3 separate regions of the Mus musculus genome follow, and all the other regions are linked to region 2. Evidence: chromatin contacts called from public promoter capture Hi-C data. All regions are on one chromosome and are shown on one strand. Each heading gives the region's core, a stretch centred on a gene start, on an enhancer-like site or on the middle of the called end of the contact. The rest is flanking DNA. Distances are from core to core; before and after follow the strand shown.

Region 1 (3,516 bases), core at 632-3,131, 2.3 Mb after region 2:
TGGCACTGTAAGTCCATATAAACTCTTTATTCTAGAAATTGTCAAGGTCATGATGTGTTATCATGGATATAGAAAAGTAACTAAGACTCTATCTGATTTTATGCTTAGGCTTGATGAAGCAGGGACGGTGATATAAAAAGATGATTCTTAAAGGGCCATGAGCCAATTGAAATGAACACTTCAGTTTTAGCAATCCCATTATCCAGTTTCCAGCAGGATCCCTATGGAATAAGGATATCAATTTCTTCCTCCCTTCCCTCCTTTTTCCTTTTCCTTCCTTCTTTTTCTCTCCTCCTCCTCCTCCTCCTCCCTCTTTCTTCTTCTTCCTCTCTCTCTCTCTCTCTCTCTCTCTCACACACACACACACAGCAATTACAATTTGGAAAATCATTATACAGTGAATCACAACTACCCTGTAGTTCCTTCAGAATACTCTTGAAGTTTTGATATAATCTCTAGTGCTCAGGAAGGAAAAGAAAACACATTAAGATTGTAAGCAAATGTTGGACAAGTAACTGAAGGAAGAAGAGGACAGTAAATAGTTCCTCCACAGGAAGATGACAAGAAGCAAGAAATCAGGTATGCTGGTGGCTTTGGAAACCTGTACTGGGAGGCCAGGAGGTACCTTTATAAAGCTAATGTGTGATTTGAGTTGCATTGGCTAAATAGACAGTTTATGAAACATGGAAAAACCAGGCCCTGGAGTTTGGGTCAGCCTTATCAAGAAATCTCTTAAGATCACCACTTTTCCTTGGATGTAGTGTATCAATATAAGTAAATCTCTCAAAGAGCTAACATTCTCTTTCCTCCTCTGCCTTCCATGGGGTTTGAATCTAGGACCTCAGATCAAGTTAAACAAGAGGCCCAGATCACTTTTTAGTTTTTGTTTTGAGATAGGGTCTCTAAAATTATCCAGGTTGGTCGTAAATTACTAATCCTCCTGACTCAGCCTCCTAGTAGCTGTGACCACCCACCTGAAACTCTAACTGGTACTATTTAACATGTATACTACCTACCCAACTAAAGTCCTTTAGGCTTTTTAAATGCAAGCTGTGGGCTTGCTTAAACATTCACTCATTTATTCATTCCACCAAAGTTCATGCAGGGTCTCCTAGTGTGAGAATTTTGTTAGGCACTGAGGGGTGGGGGCAGATACAAAGAGAATTGAACTTGGTCCCAGTCTCCCAGAAATTTACAGCTTAGTAATGGAAACAAATGTGCATTCATAAGACCTTATAGAAGGTGAAAATGTGAGAGCATGATTGGAGGGGATCGACCCTTGGAACATAAAGGTGGTGTAAAAAACCAAAACAAGAATTTTAAAACAAGTCGAGTTTTCAATGAACTTTAAAGCGTTTAGGTAATAGTCAACACCAAGACTGGCAGTCCAGGGTAGAGTAAGGAACAGACGTTTGATTTGTCTGGATAATAAGGCTCTTGAAGGGCCGTGTAATGAGGAATTTAGCGGGTTATAATTCCAGGATAGGGCAAGGCAGAAGGTACCAGAACAGAGACCTTATTTCTTCTCTTTATACTTTGACTTAACTTCATTAGACTCCTTTTTAAAATTCACCTCTTTCCTAGCGTTCAAATGGCTGGTGGTGGGGTGGGTTCAACATGTAAGTTAAGGGTTTGCAAAGAGGCCCATGAGTAACTTAAATCCCATACTTTGGGAACCCGAAAAGGAAACATGGTAGAGACTGCGTATGCCAAGCCCATTTAACAACACCAGCCACCCGACCCCCCTCAAGATGTTAGCTGTTGCCGGGGCAAGCTGCAGGCCAGACCTGAGGGCGGGTAGCCAGAGCTGGCGGGAGCTGAGATCCCTGAACTGGCGGGCCAGGGTTGAGGAAGAGAGGGAGGGAGGGAGGGAGGAAGCGCGAGAGGGAGGGAGGAAGAAAGAGAGGGAGGCGTGTCATGTGATCCGCTTCCCTGCTTCTTTAAGCGTCCACTGGCTGCCGGGCGGCCGCAGTCTCAGCTCTGGGCATCTGGGGAGCCCAAGCGGCTTCGCCCAGGCATCCGCGCGGGCGCCTGCGGTCTGTCCCACCTCCTCTGCTAACGCACCCTTGAAGTTTTGCAGCACCAGGAAAAGAGGGCAAGGAAGAAGGAGAGGGGAAGCGAAAGCATACCCTAAAACATTTACTTAAAGGAGAAAAGAAAGGGGGTCGCAGAAATGGCTGGGGCAATTATAGAAAACATGAGTACCAAGAAGCTCTGCATTGTTGGAGGGATTCTTCTGGTTTTCCAAATCGTTGCCTTTCTGGTGGGAGGCTTGATCGGTAAGTGTGAGAGCTGCAAACTTTCCCCTTTCCCTTTCTTCGGCCCTTCCCTCTTTTGCCTCTTGGGCTACTTGTTACAGTATCGCTGCCTTGCCTCTATGATCTAATTAGTCCGGCTATTGTGCTTAAGAAAGCAGAGCTCCATGGGGCTCCATGGGGCACAATCCAGTCTAGTGGCAAAGAGAAAAGGAGGGGAAAAGTTTTGGCCTAGTTTCAGTATCCACTTGAAAGGCAGGAGGGGGTGGGGGTGGATCTTAAGCATGGCGACGGATCGCGAGGAAGTGCTGGGTCGCAAAGTTGATTGCTCCCCGTGCTCTTTCCCTCGCCCGCCCCCCTTTCCCTCTCGGTTCCCTTCCAATCAGCACCGGGAGGGCAACGTAATCGACTTTATTAGGAATAACAGGGGAGTCGGGAGCTAAGCCCTGTGCCAGCCGCGAGCTGTTACTGGCTGTGGCTTGTGTAAATGCATTAGGTTGTCTCGGCGAGGGACTAGAGCTGGTTTTAGGGTCTCAACCTTTAAGCCCTTGGCTTCCATGCCGCCACCCCACCCATCTCTGGCGGTGGACTTGTTTGAACTGAGGACTCATAGAGTGGTTTGGGAGAGTCCTGGCCCTCTCAGCACGAACTTGGAGAGGGCGTAGGAGAAAGCCTGTCTGAAAGGTGTTGCTTTTGCCTCTTGTCCCCTCTGCCATCTCCCCTCCCCCTCTGCTTTGAGCCCCAAGATCCAGTGAGTCTGAAGCCTGAGGTCCTCCCCTGGCGCCAGGAGGATGTTTCCTGCTCCCTCCTGGGCTGCCCTCAGGTGACAGCTCCCAGGCGCCAGGGAGACTTTCTCAGTGCGCACCAAAAAAAAAAAAAAAAAAAAAGGCTTCGAACGTAACTGACCTTCTGCCTTAGGATCCACTCGGAAAACTCAACTTACTCCTACTGTCTTTTCCACCTCATGTCCCTTTCTCCTCAAGGTTCCGGACATCCTTGGACAAACTTCAGTGCCAACTTCGGAGCGGGCGCTGCTGGGCAGCTTAGCTTCCTTGGGGCTGGCTGTTGCTCTTGGCTGGGTGGAAGAGCTCAAGCAGGGGTCTGTGCTTCTTGAGGGAGTCCCTGGGCAGCGCAGGAGCTCCCTTGAGGGGGTGAGAGTAGTGGGTACGGTGTTTTTCCTATAGACTAGGGTGTGTTGGGTTAGCATTCCAGAGTGTCTGGTAATGGCAATCTTTGTAACACCAGGCTAAGTGTTTTAAAC
Region 2 (3,684 bases), core at 610-3,109:
TATGACAAGCTGCTAAAAATCCAAGGGAAACCTCGTATTTCTCACAAAAGGGCCAAGAAAAGGGAACACTGAAAGACAGACTACGTGAGAGGAATCTAAGAAAGAGATGGACAGAGAGGTATGTCCTCCAAATCTAGTCTGAACCCATACAAGTTCTGTGCTCAAGTATCAACCAAGCAAAGCAGGATGGATATGATTCATGTAATGAACTACAATTAAAAGTACTGCTAAGATACCAAAACAATTCACGTGTTTGTGTGAAGGACAGATAGCAAGATCAAGATAGCAGGGGATGGAGAGTTGGCTCAGTGGTTAAGAGCACTGACTGCTTTTCCAGAGGTCCAGAGTTTGACTCCCAGCACCCACATGCTGATTTCACAACCATCTGTAACTCTAGTTCCAGGGGATCCACACCTTCTCCTGGCCTCTGAGGGCACCCAGCATACATATGGTGCACAGACATACATGTAGACAAAACACCCACACACATAAAAGCACAGCTAATACTCAGCGGTGCCAACTGATATAGAACCATTACTCACACGCAAGACTGAGCCTGTGATGCCAACCCCAGGATTGCTTGCTAAAAGAAAATAAAAATTCCACATTACCCAAGATAAAAATCCAGGAAAAAATCAGTGATTATACAATATGAAATAACTGGGAAGGTGTGGACAATTATCAGAATAAAATACATCCAAGAGCTTTCAAGTGAGATGATCAAGATGAATATAAGTATCAAAAGTGTTAGACATTAAAACCAAAGCAGTTTAATGATTTTTTTTTCTCCTGGATAAGAGCTATATGCGAGAAATATAAATGCCAGAACCCGTGTGCACAAATGTTCACGAGAGTTGATCAACAATGCCAAAACATAGATTTGGGTGTTAACTGTAAGAATATTTGCAAGAATATTTGCATGGGGGAGGGGGGAGCTAGAGAGATGGCTCAGTGGTTAAGAGCAGTGATTGCTCTTCCAGAGGTCCTGAGTTCAGTTCTCAGCAACCACATGGTGGCTTACAACCATCTGTAATGGGATCGGATGCTCTCTTCTGGTGTGTCTGAAGACAGCTACAGTGTACTCCTATAAATAAAATAAATAATCTTTTAAAAAGAATACTTGAATGCACGTTGTGACAAAGTGCAGGGTTTGGGGCTTAACTGTCACAAGAAAGAATTGTGAATATGCATGACTGAAATAAAAGTGAGCTACATGCAACTAACTGCAAACTCAGAAACTACGCGGAACTAAAAGCAACCCTCTGTCACAGTAAATTGTACCATTTCTCACTTTAAAAAATAAGCATACAGTATATGAACTAAATCTTTTATAAAGAACGAGAATAAACCCAAAGGGCCAGTGTTAAATCTGGGGAAAGGTAGTGAGTTGGGGTCAGAATTGTATCAATACTATTTCCTATTTCTAAAACCTTGGGGTGGCTCCTCTGTGTACAGGGCTTATCTCTCACACATATTAAATATTTTTAAAGCTAAGTTTTTAAGCAACAGCCCAAGAAGGAGAGATATCTCCCTTCATTAATATGACTTTTCCATCCAAATACTAAGCAGCCTAACTACACAAGCCAGGTGGAGCTAAAAGTGAGACCCTATGTTCTCACAGGAAAAAAAGTTTATCTTTTTGACGTGGCCTACAGAAGCCTGACAGAGGTTCCAAGTGGTATGTATGAAACAGTAATGTCCGGGGCAACCTGGTTTAATCCTCAGTCTCTGTCCAAAAATAAAAATAAAGTATCTTCTCCAAAGACTCGAGCCTCCCACCTTATTGCTCGCCCCAGTAAACCCTAGGCAACGCGCAAGCCCGTGGGCTATCGAGCCGCGCCGAGTCACTTCCGCCTCTGCGCCCTAGCCCCGCCCCGGAAACGGAAGCGCCTTTCTCTAGGGTCCTTCGGCCTGCGGAGAACTCGGCTGCGATGGCCGCCGGGCCGGGCTGTCCTCACAACGCCTGCTCAGGAGCTCGGTAAGGCCGAAGCGAAGCAGAGCCTCAGGACGGGCTGCTGGCTCCTGGGCGTCGTCTCCGCACCGCTGCTCCAGGCTCGCGGTCCGGCGGTGTGAGTTCTCCCCCACCCCAGGGAAGGGCGGGTCCGGCGGCGCGAGGACAGCCCGGCGCGAGGCCCCCGCGGCTCCGGTGGGGACGTCGCTGCGGGCGGCACTGCTGCTGGCGTCCAAGATGTCGACCAAGAATTTCCGAGTCAGTGACGGGGACTGGATCTGCCCTGACAAGAAGTGAGCGTGGCGGGATACCGTGGGACCTGGGGTGGCCGGGAGGTCCCTGTGAGGGCGGCGACGGGGTCGCGGCCTTTGTGGGGACGGCGGGGCGGTCGCTGCCGGCCTTGAGCGGTCGCGGGCGGCCCGCACGTGACCCCGCGCGGAGCTGAGCTCACGGTTCAGTGGCCCTGCTCCGAGCTCTGCCGGGGCCGCTCGCTGTCCCTCCCTCCCTCCGTCCCTCGCTCCCTCCCTGCGGCCGCCGTGCTTTCGGGCCTGCGATCCGTCCCCAGTGACTTGGCTTTTCTCATCCTCCTGCCGAGAGGCAGGAGGCCTGGGCACGTACGTGGCCGGGAAGCCGGTGTGCTCCGCTTATGGCCACAGAGATCGTTCTGAATAGGTGTCCCTATTTTTAAAGAAAAGTGATGTACCAGCTCGTGTTCTTGGAAAGCCAGAGTCAGAGCTGAAGGAAACCCGGGTTTACTCTTCTGTCTACTGCAGAGCGTCTAGCCTGAAGTACCTTTGCTAGAAAATACATTGCTCGACTACAGTTAACACCGAAATAACATGGGCAGTGTGTGGAGAGCAAGGAAATGATGTCACTCAGATCCACTTGGTTGGTATCAGACTGATATCAGGCTAAGCATACCAAGTCAGCAGACTAGAACCGAGATCCTCTTGGACTGTCACTGCAGGAACTGTGTGACACTTTGGAACCCTTCAGAGATTAAGACACCAGCCTCTCTGCCTTCTGTGTGACTCGTAGAAAACTGTGCTCTTGTGTTCTTACTGAAAGCACCCATGTATATTTTGGGAGGACCCTTCATTCAAAGTCCTGTACACCTAAACTCGGCAGAAACTAAATGTTATTTGTACTGAATATGTAAATCAAGGAGACAGTTTTCAGAATATATTTTCAGTTTTACTTGGAACGTGTGTATTTTTTTTTAACAGAAAAAGGGACCTTAAAGTTGTCTGGAGCCATTCAGTTTAGTGTTACACTTCCTTTCACTATTTTATCTCATTCATTGTTTTTTAATAGGGTGGTGGATTCTTTGTCGTTACTTATTTAAGCTTTAAATTGGAGTATCTAACTGCTTTAACAAATACTAAAGTAGTGCAAGTGTGTGAAAACTTAACTAGTTAATGTCATAAGGTTACACTTTTTTCTGTTGGTTGTGGTTTTGTTTTCTGTTCTTTAGTTTTAGATTTGATAAATACTATAATACTCAAATTTCTTTACAATTTAATTCTGTCTTTAGTTAATATATCAGTCTTTTCCTTATCATCGCACTTCCTACCTCTCAAAGAATGTTTCATCAATTCTCTGGAGTCCTTCTGTAACTGTTCATTCCTGATGGATCCATCCCTAGGATTTTGTGATTAATCTTTTCCTTTTAGACAGAGTTTCTCTATGGAACTCACAGAGATCTGTTTGCCTCTAGCTCACAAGTGCTGTAA
Region 3 (3,600 bases), core at 831-3,330, 3.0 Mb before region 2:
TAGAAAGGTGATATTATGGGCTTCGGATATCAAAACTCAGCACAGCCTTAGAAAGAATTCTCTTCAAGCACAGCAGAGAGAGGGTGGGGGCAAAGACTCAGTAACTGACCAACGGCTATCTTGTGTTTGCAACAAATAAAGCTATTAGATACATATCCGTGTGGTTTAGAGAAAAAAAGAGTAATTTAAAACAAGCTTTGAAAACCTAATTTTAAAAAACTACGACAAAATGAAACTTTGTAAAGCACAGGCATTTAAGCTTCTTGGAAATAGTAATCAGTGAGACAAAGACTAAAAAGCCAAGAGATGCAGAATTTATAAATGAAAAATGGGAAGAAGTGAACGTAATAATAATAATGATGATGATAATAATAATAATAATAAATACGGGTTTATAATACAGGGTAAAATGAGAATTACTTTCCTAACATAAAACTTGCTGTAATTAATTTAAGAAACATATTATTTACTTAGGCATATTGAAATATACAAAACCACGTTCAAATGTATGTTTGAGTCTAGCTATGTGTTTAATTTGGAAGGAACACACGAATGTTCTAGTACACTCATTGCTACCAGAGTAATTATTTATGAAGAATAAGCCATGATGACAAACTTCATTACTCAATAACATTGGTAAACATTAAAATATTTAAAGAATAATGTAGTACATTATGGTTCATTCTATTTAAATGTCACAATCATAGCAGCCTTTATGCCTGTATTTCTTTGAATTGCTAGAAATTGGTGTGCTGCTCATGCAAGCTGATATTATAGTCATATGACCTAATTAAACATTGGGATTCATATTTTAAATGTATAATTACCAGAGTTGTCATTTTTAAAAACGTAATTACTGCTTTCTACATTAGTAGCAAAACTTGGCATTCCCGTCAACAGGGCTGTGGAAAGTTCCTCCGCAATGTTTGTCTTTTCTTGTTGTAAAGAAACAATGGAAATAATTTTGGTGTGGAAACTCTCTTTAAATATTATTTTCCCGGAACAGATTTCTGTCTTTTAACACTAAGGATTTCTGCTCTCAGAATTGTACAGAGCTGCCTTATGCATTTTGCTGTCATTTGTAATCCATTCATCCTTGTTGATAGAAACACATTTCATTCCAAGCGTTTGGGGAACCCACAGACAGCACCGGTGTGATATGTAAGAGATGCGGCTCGCTTCCATTATTTTAAAACAGAGCCGGCTCAATGATTTGGGGCTTTGGGGAAGAATTCTTCATTCCTGAATTGCTCAGAATCAATCACAACGGCCTCTCCGTTATTTCAATATCGCAAATCCCTTCTGATTAGCCCTCTTTAAAAGAGATGAACTGGCTTCAGGATTGTTTGGCCCTGTTGGAAGCCCTGTCCTGGAGAATGACAGATGATGTAATTAAATTGAATCGTGTGTTTTCCGTAGAAAGAAAGCATGACTTGAGAGCCAATGTGGACGATCCCCTCATTCCTATATTTAGATTGCTCACGTCAACAGGGCAGCAGGCCACTGACCAACAACCGAGGCTCGGGATCACATGAAGCCTTTTTAATTTTTTAAAACAATGGAAAGATTAAAGAAAGAGAAGTAATAGAAAGAAAGAAAGAAAGAAAGAAAGAAAGAAAGAAAGAAAGAAAGGAAGGAAGAAAGAAAGAAAGAAAGAAAGAAAGAAAGAAAGAAAGAAAGAAAGAAAGAAAGAAAGAAAGAAAACGGCCGATGAAATAAATGTCCCCACTTGAAGAGCTATCCTTCACCCCCTGAGTGAAAGAATGCCCCTTTTCCCATTTAGAGGATTGATTTACCCAGAGTGCAATATAGAAACGTCTGCAGAAGCAGTTAAGCTTAGGACCCAAGGAGGAGCCCCGCCAGAAAGTAAGCGCTCCAAGTTCACGGAGGGGCGCCTGCCAAATTCCTCTGTTAGTTTGTAAGTGAAAATACAAATGCGATATTTAGCAAAACTGCTCCTTTGTCTTTTAAATGGGACGTGTAAACTAGAGATTATGCGGGCGAGCCAGATCTTACTTGAGCTCCATCTAGCAGCTAGTAGCAAGGAGGTAAGTCATCGCCGGTTTCTCAACATTTGATCGCACATGTTTACAGGAAGGGCAGAGCTTCTAACCAGTCTCCCCTCCCAGTCTCTCTTAGCTGATTTCCACTTTCACACAGCCAAGCCACAACCGTTGTCTTACACTCTAGCTGTGATGTACTTGGAACAATCTTTGCTCTACTGAGTTGAAAGGGTCCTATTGACACTTCAGCTTTAGAATCTCAGAGAAAACCAGTGTTGCAAAGACCCTCGAAACGGAGATATCAGAAATTCCCTGGAGGGTCTGGAAGGACGCTGAGTTAACAGTGAGGGCTGCATGCACAGCCAGAGTTTGCTCTTTAGCAAGAATGTAAAAAAATCAGGCATAGTCCTGTTTTGTAACCCCAGCACTAGGGAAGTGGAGACAATGGACTCCCTGGGGTCCCCTGGCCAGACAGCCTAGAATAACTGGTGAGCTATTGGCCAAGTCAGCTACCCCATCTCAAAACAGGGTACACAGTGCCTGAGGAAAAACATCTGAGGCTGACCTCTTGCCTGGTCAGCATATGGACATGTGCAACCACAAAACCACATATTCACCCACACACTTAGAATGGCCATTTGGAATGGATAGCGGTGCATTCTTTAGATTGGATTGTTAAATGTAGATATTGAAGCATTTTGTTTGCTCAGTGTTAAGCATTATAATGAGCATAAAGATCGAAAGGCCCATATGAAACGTGGGAGCTTTGTACTCATAGAAGAAAACAATTTAAGGCGAAAATCTATATAGTCCGGATGAATTTGGCTATAATTATCTACTCTGTCCAGAACACTTGTAGATTCAATACAGATGTATTGAAACTGTAATTTCTCTAGAAGTGCATGAGTGCATTTGCATGCACGCACACACACACACACACACACACACACACACACGCGCGCGCGCACACATACATACACAGGCATGCACACATACACATACATAAGCATTAACACACAGATTCATCTTTGAAATTGCACAAATAGGATTACAAATTTTTACTTACATACCTAATAAGTGAAATGTACTTAAAAATATGAAAGTGAACAGAACAATTTTAAGTACACACACAAACACAGACACACACACATACACATAGACACACACACATTCATACAAGAAGCACACAAGACACACACATACACACAGATGTACACATACACACACACACACACACACACACACACACACTCACACAAACACACACACACACCTCAGACTAAACACTGAAGCACTTGTTTTTAGTGTTCACTTTTTTAATGTATCAGCTTCAAATATTCCTGATAAATAGCTTTTTAGTATTAAAACACTAAATGACTAAAATATTATCATTTTGCATATAATTACTATAAAAATACAATAGAAGTTGGTTTCATAATGTCTTTTGAAAAAATAAACCTTTGGAATATTGTAGGACTGTAAATAAAGCACAGCCAAGCTCTTGAACTTCACCGGCGCCTCCTAAGCCGCTCTAGGACTGTGCGTGCTACTCTGCCACCTGGTGGCCGATGTAGGCAGTTACTCAACGTTCTGTTCA

Evidence for each region. Promoter capture Hi-C pulls out the DNA fragments that hold promoters and counts their contacts.
Region 1: a promoter capture Hi-C map of liver shows a contact between it and region 2, with 2.9 times the contacts expected there. The contact joins the promoter of Wls here to the promoter of 4930592C13Rik in region 2. A contact is called at or near these places in 7 of 39 promoter capture datasets (the 3T3-L1 cell line, 3T3-L1-derived adipocytes, hematopoietic stem and progenitor cells and 4 more), 3 of 115 datasets of contacts at active chromatin or transcription factors (epiblast stem cells, extraembryonic endoderm stem cells and large pre-B cells) and 1 of 9 other capture datasets (adipose tissue).
Region 3: a promoter capture Hi-C map of hippocampal neurons shows a contact between it and region 2, with 7 times the contacts expected there. The contact joins the enhancer-like site here to the promoter of 4930592C13Rik in region 2. A contact is called at or near these places in 9 of 39 promoter capture datasets (the 3T3-L1 cell line, cranial neural crest, hippocampal neurons and 6 more) and 4 of 115 datasets of contacts at active chromatin or transcription factors (differentiating embryonic stem cells, embryonic forebrain, embryonic stem cells and 1 more).

Annotation. Positions count from the first base shown.
Region 1 is chr3:159,837,769-159,841,284 of GRCm38.p6, forward strand. Wls (wntless WNT ligand secretion mediator) reads left to right here and starts at 1,882. Exons shown (of 12, transcript NM_026582.5): 1 at 1,882-2,279. The coding sequence starts at 2,174.
Region 2 is chr3:157,532,231-157,535,914 of GRCm38.p6, forward strand. It overlaps 4930592C13Rik (RIKEN cDNA 4930592C13 gene), which reads right to left and starts at 1,860. Exons shown (of 2, transcript NR_152231.1): 1 at 1,780-1,860. Zranb2 (zinc finger, RAN-binding domain containing 2) reads left to right here and starts at 1,935. Exons shown (of 10, transcript NM_017381.3): 1 at 1,935-2,244. The coding sequence starts at 2,189.
Region 3 is chr3:154,568,956-154,572,555 of GRCm38.p6, forward strand. No RefSeq gene overlaps it. Among named protein-coding and RNA genes, the nearest start is that of Gm40186, 3.6 kb to the left of the region's middle. Within about 2 kb of position 2,081, at least 27 of the 459 cell types and tissues checked have an H3K27ac peak or open chromatin away from gene starts, as enhancers often do.